Regions from separate parts of the Mus musculus genome. Here region 2 is linked to region 1. The links are chromatin contacts, called in public Hi-C maps. All regions are on one chromosome and are shown on one strand. The core of a region is the stretch at or near the end of the contact, and the rest is flanking DNA. Distances in the headings are between cores, read along the strand shown.

What was found. A called contact is a pair of places that touch in the nucleus more often than the background predicts.
Region 2: a contact with region 1 is called in a Hi-C map of cortical neurons, with 3 times the contacts expected there. The contact joins two enhancer-like sites. A contact is called at or near these places in 9 of 484 Hi-C or Micro-C datasets (the C2C12 cell line, the G1E-ER4 cell line, bone marrow-derived macrophages and 4 more), 13 of 115 datasets of contacts at active chromatin or transcription factors (bone marrow-derived dendritic cells, craniofacial prominence, embryonic basal ganglia and 7 more) and 4 of 9 other capture datasets (adipose tissue, embryonic stem cells, liver and 1 more).

The regions. Positions count from the first base shown.
Region 1 is chr4:126,638,166-126,641,195 of GRCm38.p6, forward strand. No RefSeq gene overlaps it. Among named protein-coding and RNA genes, the nearest start is that of Gm46870, 19 kb to the left of the region's middle. Within about 2 kb of position 1,391, at least 6 of the 459 cell types and tissues checked have an H3K27ac peak or open chromatin away from gene starts, as enhancers often do. A contact at or near this core is called in cortical neurons, where this site is marked.
Region 2 is chr4:126,839,116-126,842,145 of GRCm38.p6, forward strand. AU040320 (expressed sequence AU040320) reads left to right here. Exons shown (of 21, transcript NM_133886.2): 13 at 484-632; 14 at 1,531-1,682; 15 at 1,991-2,129. Among named protein-coding and RNA genes, the nearest start is that of Gm25604, 20 kb to the right of the region's middle. Within about 2 kb of position 1,431, at least 43 of the 459 cell types and tissues checked have an H3K27ac peak or open chromatin away from gene starts, as enhancers often do. A contact at or near this core is called in cortical neurons, where this site is marked.

The sequences.
Region 1 (3,030 bases), core at 141-2,640:
CGAACTCAGAAATCCGCCAGCCTCTGCCTCCTGAGTGCTGGGATTAAAGGCGTGTGCCACCATGCCCGGATGAGACATTTCTGTAACTGCGAGATAGAACACTTGTCGAGCATGCACAAGCCCTGGGTTTGATGATTGGAACTGCCACAAAAGTAAATGCACAACATCAAATTCATATATATGCATATATATATGTGTGTGTGTGTATACACTTGTGTGTATAAATTAATATATACATATGTGTGTGCATGTGTGTGTGTGTATAAATTCATACACACATATATACATATAGGTGTGTGGACATGTTTGTGTGTGTGTGTGTGTGTGTGTGTGTGTGTGTGTGTGTGTGTTGAGATAGAATTTCTCTGTGTAGCCAGGCTGGCCTGAAACTCAGAGGTTCCTCCACCTCTGCCTTCCAAATGAAGTTTGTTAAAAACAGAAAAGCAAGACCAGAGGCAGTGGTCCAGACCTGCAGTCCCAGCACTTGGGCAGCAGAGCCTCGTGAATTATATAATTCAGGAACATGAGCCCAGCCTGGGAAGCAAACTAAGCTGTCTCCAAAAGGAGAAAGGAGAAATGAAAACCAGAAAAAAAAAAAAAAAAAAAAACCCAACATGATATTGATCCAGATGGCTGGAAACCTGGCTGAAGCACAGCCTCTTGAGAAAGAAGGGGAGACCTCCTTTGTCCTTGACAAATGGCCTCACAGCTAAGAACTTCAGTGAATCCATTTGCAAAACAGAGAACTTTCTTTCTCTTTGCACTGCTGGGGTTATGGTAATAACGAAATAGAAGAAAGGACATGAAAGAAATGAAAACCCCTAGTCGGGTGAGATCCAGGACCAGGATGGTGGTCTGGAAAGGGAGGCAAATGGAAGCCCTGGGCGGATGCTGCTCTTGGGGCCACATTCATTTCATGCCTGTGTGCTGGGTACTGAAACAGGTTGATTTGAGATCTTATCCTGAGACAAGCGCAACACCTTTGACAGACAGCCTGATGGGGCAGAGGTAGCTGGGAACACTTACTTCTTATTCCTAAACTCTGTGTCCTGGATGCACTAGCTCCAGCTTGTCTTCCTGGATATCTCCCAGGAAAGATGGACAGTTCAAAGAGGCTGGGGGGTGGGGTGAGGGGAACCAGAGGAGTGATCAGGATCTGGTCCAGAGGACAACTTGTCCTCTCATCCATGAGGTCATCAGACAGCAGCGGCTTGTGGCTAGAGGAACCAAGCAGTCGCTGTGGGCTGGGTTCTGGCAGGTAGCTCTTGAGCATTCTGGCCGCCTGGGCCCTCTTCTGCATTAATTACCCAACAACATGGTTCAGGCTGTTCTCCCTTTCTGCTACTTTAATTAACGGAGATCTCCTCCAAGCAAACCAGCTGCCGTGTAAGTTGTCAAACTGTCAGCACACACAGGATGGGTGCCATGGCGACACTAAGTGTGGAAACTACTCATGGGCTCCCTGGCTCCTTGGCACGGTAGGCTCTGTCCCTCCAGTCTATCCCAGGAGCAAAGATGGGCATAGAAACATCAAGAGCAAGAAAAGACTTTGGGTTCAGAGTTGGGTCTGACCTTTGCCTGCCAGTCATTTACTATGAGAGTTCGGGCAAACTGAACTTTTGCCTCATCTGCAAAGCGGGGATGTGACCACTTACCTTGAGGCAGGACTGTGGTCGGGAATGTAAAACACGCTTTACCGGGGGCCCGTGGTGCCTGTGAGTATGACCATGATTCAGGCAGTTATTCAGGTCATTCTGGCTTTCCAAGCAACCTCTTCACATATTTTCATTGTTGTTTTTGCTTGTTTGTTTGTTTTGCTTTTTTGTTTTTGCTTTCTTAAAAAGATTTATTTATTTATTTAATGTATATGAGTACACTGTAGCAGTACAGATGGTTGTGAGCCATCATGTGGTTGCTGGGAATTGAACTCAGAACCTTCTGGAAGAGTAGCCAGTGGGTGGTGGTGGGTGGTAGAAGTGGGATGGGTGGTAGAGATGGTGGTAAATGAGGTGATGGCTTTAAGAAGGAAAAGGATGGGGCTGGAGAGGTGGCTCAGCAGGTAAGAGCACTGACTGCTCTTCCGAAGGTCCTGAGTTCAATTCCCAGCAACCACATGGTGGCTCACAACCACCCGTGATGAGATCTGACGCCCTCTTCTGGTGCATCTGAAGACAGTTACGGTGTACTTACATATAATAATAAATAAATAAATCTTAAAAAAAAAAAAAAAAAAAAGAAGGAAAAGGATGAGTTCAGACCTGAAGGACAAGGAGTCCAGCATAGACAGGAAATGAGGGTAGAAGAGGGTACCTTAGCAGATAGCATCAGGTTCAAATGCCCAGGGTAGCCTAGCTTGTCTTAAATTTGGTTTGTAACCCAAAGTAGTTTTAGAATTCCGAGGTCTCCTGGTTCTACTTTGTGCTACCATGCCTGGCCATATTTGTATTTTGAAAGGACTATTTATATGAGATGTGTATAGTGAGTTGGAAAAGAGTGGGAACAGGTCAGGTAGATGGAGTTGTCTATTATTTATTTATTTATTTATTTATTTATTTATTTATTTATTTATTTGAGACATGGTTTGTCTATGTAGCTCTGGCTGCCCAGGACACACCTGTAGACCAGGCTGGCCTCCAACTCAGAGATCTGCCTACCTCTGCCTCCCGAGTGCTGGGATTAAAGGCATGGGCCACCACTGCCTGGTTGCAAGTTGTTTAAATTCAGATCAAAGCTGAGATTTCTCAGTTGTAATGAAGAGAAAGAGGGTTCTTCTCATTTTGAGAATAGTAAGAATTAGAAGCTCCATAATTAATATCGATTAGACATGATAACCCTAAGAACAGAACAAAAGAGGAGGCCATGAAGAAGAGAGATCCCGGGCTGGAGAGATGGCTCAGTGCTTAAGAGCTCTGACTGTTCTTCCAAAGGTCCTGAGTTCAAATCCCAACAACCACATGGTGGCTCACAACCATCCATAATGAGATCTGACACCCTCTTCTGGAGTGTATGAGTGTATGAAGACAGCTACAG
Region 2 (3,030 bases), core at 181-2,680, 200 kb after region 1:
CTTCATCCTGAGAGGTCCTTGGCCCCCTTGGCCTGCATCCTTCCCTGACTTCTCTCCAGGGTGGGCTGAAGGGCGGCTCAGGGCTGTGGATAAGAAGTGCAGTGTGCTGCTTTGCTAGCACACTAGCTACGGGGCCAGAAACGCTTTTCAGAAGCCTCATCCTAGAGCCCCCTATTGATCCCAGAGCTGCTCAGAGGACTTACTGCTTATATAAGCCAGAATAATAAGGGTGGAATGCTCTAGAAGCTCATATAAAAGACAAGCCGAGATGTGCTTGACAGCTGAGGAGTGGAATTTTCTGACCAGAAGTAGCCTGTGTTTTAGGACCAAGTGATACTTTCCAAACGGAATATTTTTAAACATTTCCTGTCAGGGTTTGGGAAACAATTGTTCCTGTCTCAGTTGAGGTAATAATTGTTCTTCCTGCTGCCAGGGGAGCAGCAGACAGGTACGACTCCGCCCTCTGATTACTCTCTCGTCTAGGGGACCTGACGGGGTGCAGCTGGAGAATGCCAACAGCAGTGTCGCCACTGTGACTGGGCTGCAAGTCGGGACTTATGTATTCACCTTGACTGTCAAAGATGAGAGGAACCTACAGAGCCAGAGCTCCGTTAATGTCATTGTCAAAGAAGGTGCGTCTTGCTGTGGGCATGTGCAGCAGCCTAGTGGGTCTATCTATTCCTGGGATAGCCCAGGAGTCCGCCCTGTCTTATGTGGTACAGGATTGATTTAGAGGCAAATAGGAAAAGCAGTCTCCGGGAAGGGAGCTTTGAGAGTGGCTGCTGATTCTAAAGCCCCTTTCCCTTCCCGCTGGCCCCAGCCCCACGCCGCCTTCCTGCTCTTCCTTCTTACATGAAATGGAAAGCACTGACAGCTATTTGCTTTGCATTTTGCTTTTGCCTCTATGCTAAGTCCTTGGGCTTCTGTGACTCTCTGATAGCTACAGTGACACCTGCTGGCAGGAGCTGGGATGGCGGCTGCACTGCAGCCTCTGGCCAACATCTATCTGCCTTGTCCTCTTGGCTTCACAGGGTCTGGGGAGGACTTGGGAGAGGCCATGGACTGGTAGTAGAAAAGTCACCTCGTCAGCGGGTGACATCCAAACAGAATTGTGCTGACTAAGCTGAGGAACACCCTGGCAAGACGACCTTCCATGCCATAGAGTCTGTGGGGCCGCAGCTTAGAGGGGTCACACTCTTCTTTTTCTTATGAAGCACAAGGAGAGAAGACACACCAAGAGTAGCGCTTGAAAGGAGGTTATGCTGTTAACTAGCAAAGCCTGAGCCTCTGGTTCTAAGCACCCTGGTCTTCATTTCTAGTCACTAAATTCCTTTAAAGTGGAGACCTGCTGTAGAGCCACAGGAGGGAGGCATGCTGTCCCCTCTGCGTGGCTTTTGCTCTGCACTCTTGGATAAGCACTAACAGCTCCCTATTCGAGGTGCTCTCTGTGCTGAGCTCCTCAGCAGCTCTGCACGTGAAGCCTTGCTTTCCCAGAATGTCACATTATGTCGTTGATGTCTCCTTGGTTAGAAATAAACAAACCGCCAGTAGCCAAGATCGCTGGGAACGTGGTGGTGACCTTGCCCACGAGCACAGCTGAGCTGGATGGCTCGAGGTCCTCAGATGACAAGGGGATAGTCAGCTACCTGTGGACTCGAGATGAGACGAGCCCAGCCGCAGGGGTGAGTGAGTGTGTCAGGATGTGACGGGGCAGGGGGGAGGTGAAGAGGGGGTTCCTACCCTCCAGGATCTTTTTTAGCCATGCAGGCCCCGATATCAGACTGAGATTGTGCTCTGGAGTCAGGGAGGCCTTCCCGTGGGTCATTCTACAACTGCTGTGCTCAGGGGCTTGGCTCTCCTGACCCTAGGAGCTGTGGCGGGCAGTGCGGTGACTGTCCACCAGCAGAGCTGTGTGGCTCAAGCAATAGCTAACTCCAAGAAAGGGGTGGCGTTCTGTCCCAGAGCACAGCCATGTCGTTCCCGCCCCCAGGAGGTGCTGAATCACTCTGACCACCACCCTGTCCTCTTCCTCTCCAACCTGGTGGAGGGGACCTACACGTTTCACCTGAAAGTGACAGATGCAAAGGGCGAGAGCGACACAGACCGGACGACAGTGGAAGTGAAGCCTGGTGAGCCCCGCCTGCAAGGCCTCCATCCCAGAGAGGGCAGGCTTGCCCCGAGCCATACAGCAGTGTGTCAGGCAGGCAGAGCCTGGGCCCAGCACCTGCTCCTTTGTGCATGACCGACCAGGGTTCCATGGGAAGTTGAGCACAGCAATAGCGTGAGTCATGATGTCTCATCAGCATGGAGATGCAGAAAACAGTTTATTTTTGTAAGTTGACCCTCAGGCTTTATCTGAAAATCCAGGGAAGGTGAGGCGATGTCGGCACACTTCTCAGGGTTTCAGCAATAAATGTCCTCCTTAAACAGAAGCTTGTTTTTGTGGTAGGGAAGGGTGGGAGTGGGCAGGACTGATGGGCCCTAGGTCAGTCTCAGGCATGGCCTCTATCTTGGGAAGGGTCCTGGGAAGACAGTCAGCCCTTGCCTTGCCTCTAGGAAGGATAGTGGCTGAGACACACTGGGTCTCATCTGTGTTCAAAATCAGGCTACAGATAGTGCACCCTGACTCTCTTCCACTCAAGGTTTCCTGAGCAACTTATAGTTGCTTCAGATCTGGCCAGCAAGCGTAGCCATATCCAGGTGCTAGAGGCTAACAATATGGCGCTGGGGCTCAGCGGTTAAGAGCACTGGCTGCTCTTCCAGAGGTCCTGAGTTCAATTCCCAGCACCCAGGTAGCAGCTCACAACTGTCTGTGGCTCCAGTACCTTCACACAGACACACAGACATATATTCGCACAGCCAAAACACCAATAAAGTAAAATTAAAAATAAAACAAAACAAAACATTATGGTGCTCAAGCTATCTCTTGACTTCCTGGACTTTCCCTGCTAGGATGGCTGGGGTGGGGGTGGGGAGAAGGCGTGCACAGAGGGGTGTCTCTCATATTTATAAACAAAGTACAGCATGTCC